Linked DNA regions of Mus musculus: region 1 is linked to region 2. Evidence: chromatin contacts called from public Hi-C data. All regions are on one chromosome and are shown on one strand. Each heading gives the region's core, a stretch centred on a gene start, on an enhancer-like site or on the middle of the called end of the contact. The rest is flanking DNA. Distances are from core to core; before and after follow the strand shown.

Evidence for each region. Hi-C and Micro-C count contacts between places; a contact is called where the count stands out from the background.
Region 1: a Hi-C map of uterus shows a contact between it and region 2, with 2.6 times the contacts expected there. The contact joins two enhancer-like sites. A contact is called at or near these places in 4 of 484 Hi-C or Micro-C datasets (all in uterus).

The regions. Positions count from the first base shown.
Region 1 is chr3:131,767,054-131,772,565 of GRCm38.p6, forward strand. No RefSeq gene overlaps it. Among named protein-coding and RNA genes, the nearest start is that of Gm29865, 120 kb to the right of the region's middle. Within about 2 kb of position 3,083, at least 6 of the 459 cell types and tissues checked have an H3K27ac peak or open chromatin away from gene starts, as enhancers often do. A contact at or near this core is called in uterus, where this site is marked.
Region 2 is chr3:131,600,824-131,607,045 of GRCm38.p6, forward strand. Papss1 (3'-phosphoadenosine 5'-phosphosulfate synthase 1) reads left to right here. Exons shown (of 12, transcript NM_011863.2): 7 at 1,152-1,263; 8 at 5,022-5,227. Among named protein-coding and RNA genes, the nearest start is that of Gm36917, 16 kb to the left of the region's middle. Within about 2 kb of position 1,303, at least 19 of the 459 cell types and tissues checked have an H3K27ac peak or open chromatin away from gene starts, as enhancers often do. A contact at or near this core is called in uterus, where this site is marked.

The DNA of each region.
Region 1 (5,512 bases), core at 1,833-4,332, 170 kb after region 2:
GTGCCCATCAGCCAGTCTTTCCTATGTGGTGAGTAAATTATAAAGCAACACACAGCTCCCAGCATACAGTAGGCACTAAGAGAATGCACAGCAGTGTCCCAGTGCATTCATTGCCCCATGAGCAGCATCTGGATACAGATGTCCTTTGCCTTACAGAAGCTTTGCAATTTTATGAGGTCCCATTTGTCAGTTCTTGATCTTAGAGCATAAGTCATTGGTGTTCTGTTCAGGAAAATTTTCCCTGTGCCCATGTGCACGAGGCTCTCTCCACTTTATTTTCTATTAGTGTCAGTGTATCTGGTTTTATGTGTAGGTACTAAGGATGAAAGAAAGAAAGAAAGAAATTCACTTGGACTTGAGCTTTGTACAAGGACATAAGAATGGATTAATTTGCATTCTTCTACCTGCCAACTTCCAATTGAACCAGCACCATTTGTTGAAAATACTGTCTGTTTTCCATTGGATGGTTTTAGCTACTTTGTCAAAGATCAAGTGACCGTAGGTGTGTGGGTTCATTTCTGGGTCTTCAATTCTATTTATTCTTTTATTGTTGAGAATAGTTTTGCTATCCCAAAATAGCAAACCAACAGATTAGGAAAAGATCTTTACCAATCCTACATCTGATAGAGGGCGAATATCCAATATATACAAAGAACTCAAGAAGGTAGACTCCAGAGAACCAAATAACCCTATTAAAAAATTCTTTGTTCAGAGCTAAACAAAAAATTCTCAATTGCGGAATAGCGAATGGCTGAGAAGCACCTATAGAAATGTTCAACATCCTTAGTCGTCAGGGAAATGCACATCAAAACAACCCTGAGATTCCACCTTTCACCAGTCCGAATGGCTAAATTCAAAAACTCAGGTGACAGCAGATGCTGGTGAGGATGTGGAGAAAGAGGAACACTCCTTCATTGCTGGTGGGATTGCAAGCTTGTACAACCACTCTGGATATCAGTCTGGCAGTTCCTCAGAAAATTGGACACGAGGACCCAGCACTACCACTTCTGGGCATATACCCAGAGACGCTCCAACATGTAATAAGGACACATGCTCTACAATGTTCATAGCAGCCTTATTTATAATAGCCAGAAGCTGGAAAGAACCCAGATGTCCCTCAACAGAGGAATGGATGCAGAAAGTGTGATACATTTACACAATGGAGTACTACTCAGCTATCCAAAAGATGAATTCATGAATTTCTTAGGCAAATGAATGGAACTAGAAAACATCATCCTGAGTGAGGTAACCCAATCACAAAAGAACACACATGGTATGCACTCACTGATAAGTGGATATTAGCCCAGAAGCTCGGAATACTTAAGATACAATTCATAGACCACATGAAGCTCAAGAAGATGGAAGACCAAAGTGTGAATACTTTGATCCTTCTTAGAAGGGGGAACAAAATACCCACGGAAGGAGTCACAGAGACAAAATGTGGAGCAGAGATTTTAGGAAAGGCCATCCAAAGACTACCTCACCTGGGGATCCATCTTATATACAGTCACCAAACCCAGACACTATTGTGGATGCCAACAAATGCTTGTTGACAGAAGCCTGATATAGCTGGTTCCTCTACCAATGCCTGACAAATACAGAGGTGGATGCTCTCAGTCTCCCATTGGACTGAGCACAGGATCCCCAATGGAGGAGCTAGAGAAAGGACCCAAGGATCTGAAGGGGTTTGCAGCCCCATAGGAGGAGCAACAATATAAACCAACCAGTACCTCCAGACCTCCCAGGGAATAAACCACCAACCAAAGAGTACACATGAAGGGACTCATGTCTCCAGCTGCATATGTAGCAGAGGGTGGCCATGTCAGTCATCAATGGGAGGAGAGGCCCTTGGTCCTGTGAAGGTTCTGTGCCTCAGTGTAGGAGAATGCCATGGCCAGGAAGGGGGAAGTGAGTGGGTTGGTGAGCAGGAGGAGGAGGGAGGAGATAGGGGGGTTTTGGAGGGGAAACTAGGAAAGGGGATAACATTTAAAATGTAAATAAAGAAAATATCTAATAAAAAAGAAACCAAACAAACAAACAAACAAACAAAGAGTCTACAAATGAAGAATGAGCCATCTTATACACAGACTCAGTCTTTGGGTATTTCTATGTTGAGAAGAAGTCCTAAAAATACCACAGATTACATTTGTGATCCAATTTAGATGGGGCTTATTGTCAAAGCAGATCATTACTGAATAACACTAGGAGAAGGCACTTGAACTCTTTTCAAGGGAAGCTGTTTATGTTCAGACAGAAGTTAAAGCCATCTTCTTTGTGTGCGTTGCATCCTAAAACACACTCTGAGTACCACAGCCTTCTAAGTTGAGTTGGCTTGGCTATGTACTGCATTAAAAAAATAATCTATCTTAACTATTATTTAGATTGATTCTTTCCTTAAGATTTGCTTTAATTTTAATTATTTGTATGCACATATGTATGTGTGGGTCATTTGCCTATATGAGAGTGGGTACCCATGGAGGCCAATAGAGAGTGCTGCATACCTTGAAATTGGAGTTGTGAGCCATGTGGTATGTGTACTCTGAACTGAACTCAGGTCTCCTTTGAGAGCAGAACTCAGTCTTATGTGCTGAGTCACCTCTCTAGTTCTTGTTTGGAATGGTTCTGGAAACTACCCATTGTGAGATCTCCATCTAATCCTTACTGAAGCAGAAGTGCTCAGGGGTGACAGGACACAGAGCACAGTTTGGAGTTTTCAGAGGAATGGAGAGCTGTTCTAGAAGTCTCCTAAGAATACATTTTCCCTTGATGCGACTTCACCGTCTCCTGCCCATGGCATCTGGTATATCACAGATAAAGTGGTTTATGATGACTCTTTCACACACTGTGAAAGCTTCAGGATAAGTAACGTATATGAAATAGATAAGTACAGAAGACTCCATCTGAAAAATGACCAACAACAGGGATGCTCGAGCTATTTTAAGATTAAAAGAAAGCCAGGATCTACAAATCCACATTGCAGCTGGCTTCAGCAGTTGCTCTCTTGCCTCCTGGCACCTAGATGCATTGGTGAATTCCACAATGTTTGCACAAAGTGCCTATTAAACTTATTTTTAAGGAGGTGATTTGTGTTGAGGGGTTTGAAGGGCAAAAACTGTTGGAAAGGAAGTAAACACATCAAGTGTGGTCACACTCCTTAAAATGAAGTTTATAAACTTGAATAGGGTTTCCAGGAAACACAGGGAAACTATGGTCTCTATCATTGACCTGATGGCTGTCCAGAAGAGGACAACAGCCTGACAGCAGTCTTTTTTCAATTAGTTGTAACACACAGTGGACTGACTATCAAAATATTATGCCTTCATCTGCATTCTCACTTAAAATCACAGGGATGTAATGGTCCACATTTCTAGCCCATTCCAGCCGTCAATGAGTAGAAAAGCCCCCCAAACCATGCAATGTGAATTTCCTATCATAATAGAGTGAAAATTAATTCTGCTATTAATTCTCCCAGATAGGGCAATGTGGACAGACATTTAGCAATGAGTTATATTCTCAGTCTGCTTTTTTTCTAACATGCTATGAAAGATAGATTCATAAACAAACATCGAATATACCAGACTCCATGCTCCCCAATAAATCTTCATTATTTTAGTTCCTGCTCTGGGCCAAAAGAATGTTTTGCAATGTTTACAGATTTTTTTTTGGTAATCATTTTTATTTCTGTCACAGATAGGAACATATAATCCCTGTTCTCATGCTGGGGCCCAGGAACCATTATCAGTATTCAATTTCCAGTTTAATAAAATGTATATTTTTACTGGAAGATCCCAACCAAATTAATTGTTTTGGAACATAAACCATGGTAGGTGTGACATAGTTCCTCAATCCCTACTTGTTCTTTGAATCCATGTTGTTTTTGGGTGAGCAGAGTATGGCTAACAGTGAGTGTTCACTGTTAGGAAGTCAGAGAGCCTTTGTGATGTGATACCATGGTTGCATCAGGAAAAGGGGTTCAGCTACCTCACCTGGGTGGAAACCCCATGAGATGGAGAGATGACAGAGTGACAGGGATGAGGGGATGAGCTATGCCCTCTGCAGTGAGAAAATGTTGCACAATTTAGCTCACATCTTTCAAGATAAATTGGTCTCTGTGGCACAGATTATAAACTTGTGCTCAATGCTAGATGTGGTGGCGAAATGAAGAAAGGAATCAGTTGTTTCTTGTTCTCTATGTTTGTATGATTTTCACTACATATGCAAAGTAGGTACCAGATCTGGGAATGCAATTTTTTTTTGCTGGTTTTTCTTTCCTTCCTTCCTTTTTCTCATTAATTAATTTATTCACTTTATATCCCAATCACAGGTGCCCCTCTCTCCTCCCCTTCCAGTCCCACCCTCAAAAACCCCTTCTCCCATTACCCTCTTTGGCCAGCATGTCACAGTGTCCGGGGAAACTCCCATGCCCTGTGACAAGACTTGCCATTACTCCCTTCCAACCTCTATTTCTGTTTCTCTCCCCCTCCCCCTCCCCCTCCCTCTCTCCCCTACCCTGTCCCTTTCCCTCCCCCTCTCTTCCTTCTCCTCCCCCTCTCCCCTCCCCCCGTCTTGTATGGCAGTCTAATATTGGTTTGTAATTCCAGTTGCATCTATAGGCTATGTGTCCTGGAGGATTTATGATATGACATATAATGTAATAGTTTAAGACATGACATTTTGCACATTTTGTAGAGAGAATGTATTTCTCCATATTCAGCCAAGTATGGACTGAAAATATTTGAAAAATTAAATGTGTCAGTATTAACTCATGCAGGCTATTTTTGTCTTCCATAAGCAGTGCATTATAACAACTATTGATATATAACATTTGCATATATATTTTCTTCTTACATTTCTTTTCTGAAAAGGCAATTTATGGAATTTGTACATCCTTTATCTCTAGCTAGAAAAAAAATGAGGGTGGTAAGGCTGAGCTGTTGGACTCGGCTCTCCCTACTTGGGCTTCTTATCCTAATTCATTTCTGAATTTAAAAGCCACAGTTCTATGATTCTGACTGTAGGACTCGGGTTTAGAAATTAAGAACAGCTGTGTGTTACCAGAACTCGCTCTACAGTGTTCATGGAATGTATATTATATTTTCCCTCTGACCTCATTGGAAGCCTCTGGAAGAATAATGCACACCTGTCTGTCAGTTTCAGAATAAACAAGAATGATCAAGAAACCTTATTTCACAACTAGTCAGATACTGCATTCAAGTTTAAAATTTCACTATTTCACACAGCTTTATTGAAGACAGCAGTTGACTGCAGGCCATGGAAGGGGAGTGACTCACATTCACGTTCCAGTAAGGATGTAACTTGACCATTAGGCAAAGTCTATGAAAGCTAGTATGTCTTTGCAAAACCTTAACCCAAACTTGGATCTGCTATAAAATATACAAACAGGGGAGAATGAGCACTCTCCATCTTGGGATCCTGGGATGGAGAGACATGTGCTCATATTTAACAGACTTTAACATTGACCCTTTGGACTCATTCCTCCTCTCTCTAAAAC
Region 2 (6,222 bases), core at 53-2,552:
TCCCGGCCGCTGCGGTGGAGGAACGGGCGTCTGTACAGACAGAGGGGAAGAGAGAGCTATCTGTGGGTGTATTGGACTGTGGAAGCCTAATGGAAACTTCTTTCAGCCCAGAAGGTTTCAGCTCTGTTCTGTTTACCCACAAGACGCGCTTCCTCACAAGTCCTCTCTGGTCATGGAAGGCTAAGGCTTCAACCTAAGACCTTTGCAGGGATACAGGCTCCTCACAGAGGCCAGCTAGGGTTGAGACAAGGAATAACCAGTGTCATGGCTTAGGGAAGCTAAGTAAGGGGAACTTGCAAGTGGAGAAAGCGTCTCCACAAACAGTTTCTCCTGTGAGTTGAGGCTGTACAATTCCTCGTGTCTCCTTGCACACACTGGGCAACAGGCTTTGGGAATAAATGTGAGACTCTGTTTTACTCCACACAATTGGCCATGTGCTCAGCCTTCTCTCATTGGGGAGCCGTTGCCGAATGACATATGCGGTTCACAAGTTCTTGAGTGCTCTGAGGGGATGTACCACAGGCCCTGAGGTTAAAAGCAATAGTGATCTTTGTAAGGTGAAGGCCCTGGGAGAGAGACTGTTGTAAATATTTTGTTTAAAGTATTTTTTGATTTAGGATAGTGACTATCAGCATGGAGTTTTCAGATCTTCACTGTCTACAGTTCTGGGAACTTGGCAGAATTGTAAAATTTCCATTGCCTTGGAAATTAAATGTGATGCAATCTGCATTTGTTTGTTTGCTTTGAGACAGGCCCTTAGCATACAGCCTGACTGGCCAGAGACTTACCATATATACCAGGCCACATTGAATCACAGCAATCTGCCTACCTCTCCCAAGTTTGCACCCCCAAGCCCATCTAGCAATATGTGTTGTAACACCCCTCTCATAAGCTGCCTGACACACATTGATGCTTGAGGTCCACTGGAGAGGCCGTCCCTGGTAGAAGTGTGTCGGGTGATGTGTTATGAATATGCTAGAGAAAAGCTTGTTCTCCTAGAGTTCTTAGTTTTTCCTCGGTTTGTAGGATCCACAACCATCACTGCTATGTCTGTCCCCATTACTTTCCAGCTGAAATGTATCACTTTTTACTGCTTGGGTTCATAAACACTGGAAATAAGTTGTTGTTTTTTTTACTGTCTCATTTACTAGGTGGATATGCAGTGGGTGCAGGTTTTGGCAGAAGGTTGGGCGACTCCTCTGAACGGCTTCATGAGAGAGAGGGAGTACTTGCAGTGCCTCCATTTCGATTGTCTTCTGGATGGTAAGATAGTCCACGTCAAAAATTGAGTTGTGTGTGGAGGAGGCATGGCATGGTTTAAAGTATTTGTCACGTCTCGTAAAGGTAGTCATGGCGCCTCTCTCAGTAGAGCTGTCATGAAGACTAAGCTGTTTTCGTTCTGAACACTTTGAGTGAACCGTGGGATCTCGTTTCCACTTTCCCTCCCCGTGAGTGTTATTCATTGTGGGGGCAGAAGGACAGAAAGTGAATCCTGAAAGCACATTGTTTCCCTGTGCCACGCTAGCCTGCCCACCGTGGTGAGCTGCCTCCCTCAGGGCACACGTCTGGAACCATTGCTCTCCGAAGCCTGTGGAGTCAGGGGCTGTTTTGTTTCTGTGTTTGTTTTCTGTAAAGATTAAATATTATATTGATTGTCCTCCTTGGAGTTAGCTGTTTGACTCAGCCTGGAATTTAATGCAAATTGGCTTATTGCTTTTTCATCTTAATTCCTAGTAATGTCATAATTTTTAGGAGTTTTATAATTCCTAGTCATTTTGGAAGTACATACAGATTCATTCATGGCTGACAACTTTTTCCAAATATTTTTTGTTCATGATTTTTTACACGTATAATTATTTTAATATATAAATTCAAATAGGAATCTGACAGTGCATTTTATCATATGTTATAGTGACTTATACACACACACACACACACACACACAGATGGACGTGGTGGCAGGTCACATACCTTCAATCCTAACACAGGCCAAGAAAAGTAGATCTCTGTGAGTTTGAAGCCAACCTTACATAGATAGCCAGTTCCAGGACTTCCAGGGCTCAGTAAAGAGAATCTACGGCAAAAGACAAAACCAAACCAAACCAAACAACAACAAAAAACCCAGAGTAAAACAAAACATCCACATCGTCGCAGGCTGGGAACGGAGACGGTGCCTTGGGCTCACTGGTAACACAGTTTAGATTAATTGGAGCCACTGATTGCTGCTTTTGTTTCTTGGCCAGTGACAGCTGACATTGGTTTGATTCTGACGGTAATAAGAGTGTAATTAAAAAGGGGGAGGGCTGGGTAAGTGGCTCCTTGGTTAAGAGCCTTGCTGTAAAGCAGGAACCTGAGTCCAGATTGCTAAGACCTTGTAAAAGCTGGGCGTGGCCCTGTGTGCCTGTGAGCCCAGCGCCAAGGAGTGGAAAGGCAGATCCTGGGAGCGTGGTGGCCAGCCAGCCCTCCTGGAATGCCAGTGTAATGAGAGACTCTGTCTCAAGGGAACAAGGTGGGAGGCAGTCATAGAGCATGACACCCAGCATCCACCCCTGGGCTAAGCATACACCTACTCACATGCACACAGCACACACGCACTAAGGAAGTGAATAAGTAAAGGTAGATACCTTTGTCATGCAGGTGCACTCAGGGATACACATAGTGATTTAAATCTTTTCAGTAAAGATTTAATTTTCCTTCCAAAGAAATAGAGTTCTTGGTCTAATTCATTTAATGGGATGTACAGATTATTACTATTTTTTGTTTTTTTTGTTTTTATGAGACAGGGTTTCTCTGTGTAGCCCTGGATATCCTGGAACTCACTCTGTAGACCAGGCTGGCCTCGAACTCAGAAATCCGCCTGCCTCATAAATTGTTTCTTTTATATTTATAATTCTGTATTAATCTTTTTCTCAAGGACAGTTAGTTGACTTGTAAGAATTAGTATCTGATATAATGTTAGTCCCTTTTTTCCTTTTTTATTTAATATTTTCTTTATTTACATTTCAAATGTTATCTCCTTTCCCCATTTCCCACCCTCCCGGAAACACCGTATCACATCCTCCCTCCCTCTGCTTCTATGAGGGTGTTCCTCCACCCACCCACCCACTCCCACCTCCCCACCCTCGATTCCCCTACACTGGGGCTTCTATACAGCCTTCATAGGACCAAGGACCTCTCCTCCCATTGATGCCTGACAAGGCCATCTTATGCAACATATGCAGCTGGAGTCATGGGTACTCCTTCGTTGATGGCTTAGTCCTTGGGAGCTCTGGGGGGTCTGGTTGGTTGTTATTTTATTCTCCTATGGGGTGGCAAACCCCTTCAACTCCTTCAGACCTTTCTCTAACTCCTCTATTGGGGTCTCTGCACTCAGTCCAATGATTGGCTGCTAATATCTGTCTCTGTATTTGTAAGGCTCTGGCAGGGCCTCTCAGGAGACAGCCATATCAGGCTCCTTTCAGCATGCACTTCTTGGCATCCACAATAGTGTCTGGGTTTGGTAACTGTATATGGGATGAATCCCCAGGTGGGGCAATCTCTGGATGGTCTTTCCTTTAGTCTCTGCTCTACACTTTGTCTCCATATTTGCTCCTGTGAGTATTTTGTTCTCCTTCTAAGAAGGACGGAAGCACCCACACTTTGGTCTTCCTTCTTCTTGAGCTTCATGTGGTCTGTGAATTGTATCCTGGTTATTTGGAGCTTTTGGGCTAATATCCACTTATCAGTGAGTGCATACCATGTGTGTTCTTTTGCAATTGGGTTACCTCACTCAGGATGATATTTTCTAGTTCTGTTCATTTGCCTAAGAATTTCATTAATTCATTGATTTTAATAGCTGAGTAGTATTCCATTGTGTAAATGTACCACATTTTCCGTATCCATTCCTCTATTGAGGAACATCTGGGTTCTTTCCAGTTTCTGGCTATTATAAATAAGGCTGCTGTGAACATAGTGGAGCATGTGTCCTTATTACCAGTTGGAGCATCTTCTGGGTATATGCCCAGGAGTGGTATAGCTGGGTCCTCAGGTGGTACTATGTCCAATTTTCTGAGGAACCGCCAGACTGATTTCCAGAGTGGTTGTACCAGCTTGCAATCCCACAAGCAGTGGAGGAGTGTTCCTCTTTCTGCACATCCTCGGCAGCATCTGCTGTCACCTGAATTTTTGATCTTAGCCACTCTGACTGGTGTGAGGTAGAATCTCAGGGTTGTTTTGATTTGCATTTCCCTGATGACTAAGGATGTTGAACTTTTCTTTAGCTGCTTCTTGGCCATTCGGTATTCCTGAGTTGAAAATTCTTGGTTTAGCTCTGTACCCCATTTTGAAATGGGTTCTTTTTGTTGTTGTTTTTTTGACAGCGTTTCTCAATGCAGCCCTGTCTGTCCTCCACTTTGTAGACCAGGCTGGCCTTGAACTCACAGAGATCCATTTGCCTCTGCCTTCCCAGTGCTGGGATTAAAGGCCTGTACCACCACACCCTGGCTTTGCTGTTTTCTTTTATTCTTCCTCCTCCCCATCCTCTCCTCCCACATTTCCTCCTCCCTCCTCCCCTCCTCTCTCTCCTGTCCTTCATCCCTGCCCCCTCCTCCTTCCTCCCTTTTCCCTTCTCTCTCACCTCCTCCTATCCTCTTCTTTTTCCTTTTCTTTTTTTTTAACTTTCTAAATAAACCAGTTGCCCTTGTGCCAGGTACTCAGGTGGCTCTTTAACACTTTTTACATTACACAATTAGTAATTAACTGTGTTTATATGTTCATTTGAGTGCATCTGTAGTCATTCATGCCACAGACACGTGTCGAGGATGGAAGACAACTGGTGGCTGTCAGTTCATTCCTTTTACCATGTGGGTTCCAGGGACTGAGCTCTACCGCGTTTGGTGGCAAGTGCCCTGAACTGCTGAGCCATGTCACCCATCCAGGGTTCTTTTAAAAACAATCGACGTTGTTCTTTGAGGTGTGTCGCTGGAGATAAGGTGACTATACTAAGACCCAGTGAATGAGCTGTGCATGTGTGTATCCTGCAGGAGGCGTCATCAACTTATCGGTGCCTATAGTTCTGACAGCTACGCACGAGGATAAGGAGAGGCTGGACGGCTGCACCGCGTTCGCTCTGGTGTATGAGGGCCGCCGCGTGGCCATCCTTCGGAATCCTGAATTTTTTGAGCACCGGAAAGAGGAGCGGTGTGCCAGACAGTGGGGAACAACATGCAAGAACCACCCCTACATCAAGGTCTTGACTCATCTGACAGTAACGTTTGTGTTGCGATGTGGCCATTGCCTGTGTGTTAATTGCTCCTCTGGGTTGTGAATTTTTGCAGACTTGAGACTGGATCTTAGATGAGCGTAATGAGCAGATGGTCTTGTCATTTTGGTTCATGTAAATATTTATTCGGTGACTCTTTGTCGTCTTTTAAAACCCTTGATGCTGGGGATTAAATCCAGAGCCCTTAGCATGCTAAACCTGTGCTTAGCTCTGTGTATATAACAGAATGTTAAAATGTTTACACACAGTTAAAATGCTTACTGTGTTCTTTGTTGGTCTAGTGGTAGGGAAAGATTTTTATTGTTTGTTTGTTTGGTTGGTTTTGTTTTTTCCTAGACAGAGTTTTTCTGTGTAGCCCTGGCTGTCCTGGAACTCACTCTGTAGACAGGCTGGCCTTGAACTCACAGAGATTCACCGGCCTTTGCCTTCTGAGCACTGAGACTAAAGGCATACACTTCCACTGCCCAGCTGGTAGGGAAAGATAGTAATTGTGTTCTCACAAGGAAAATTCAAAGGCAGGCTGCAGTGGGAGCCCACACAGGGCAGTTTAGTATTTTTTACCCTTCAACATTGTATTCTTGTGGAAAGCCAGACACATGCTTCATCTCCCCTAAGTACTTCATTTGTTCACCGAGTGTGGACACGTCAGCAGGGAAGGCAAGTATCTGCCTGTCGTTTAGTGGTTTAAAGTAGATTCTGAGCTTTAGAAGAAATGAAGGGCATTTAGGCATCAACCGACGCAGTGCAGGGAAGGGTGGGTTCAGTGGCATCCTGTAAGTGTGGACCCTGTGGGCTCAGACTTCCAGATGCAGGGCGAGGTGAGTGAGGGCACAGAGAACGTGAGGAATTGTGCTTGAGTTTGTCGGTGAACTTGACAGATTTGCACACTCTGGATTGTCAGTGATCATTAGTGGGAAGATGCACATGATGGATGCCCACAGGTTTACACAGCTCTGTCAACC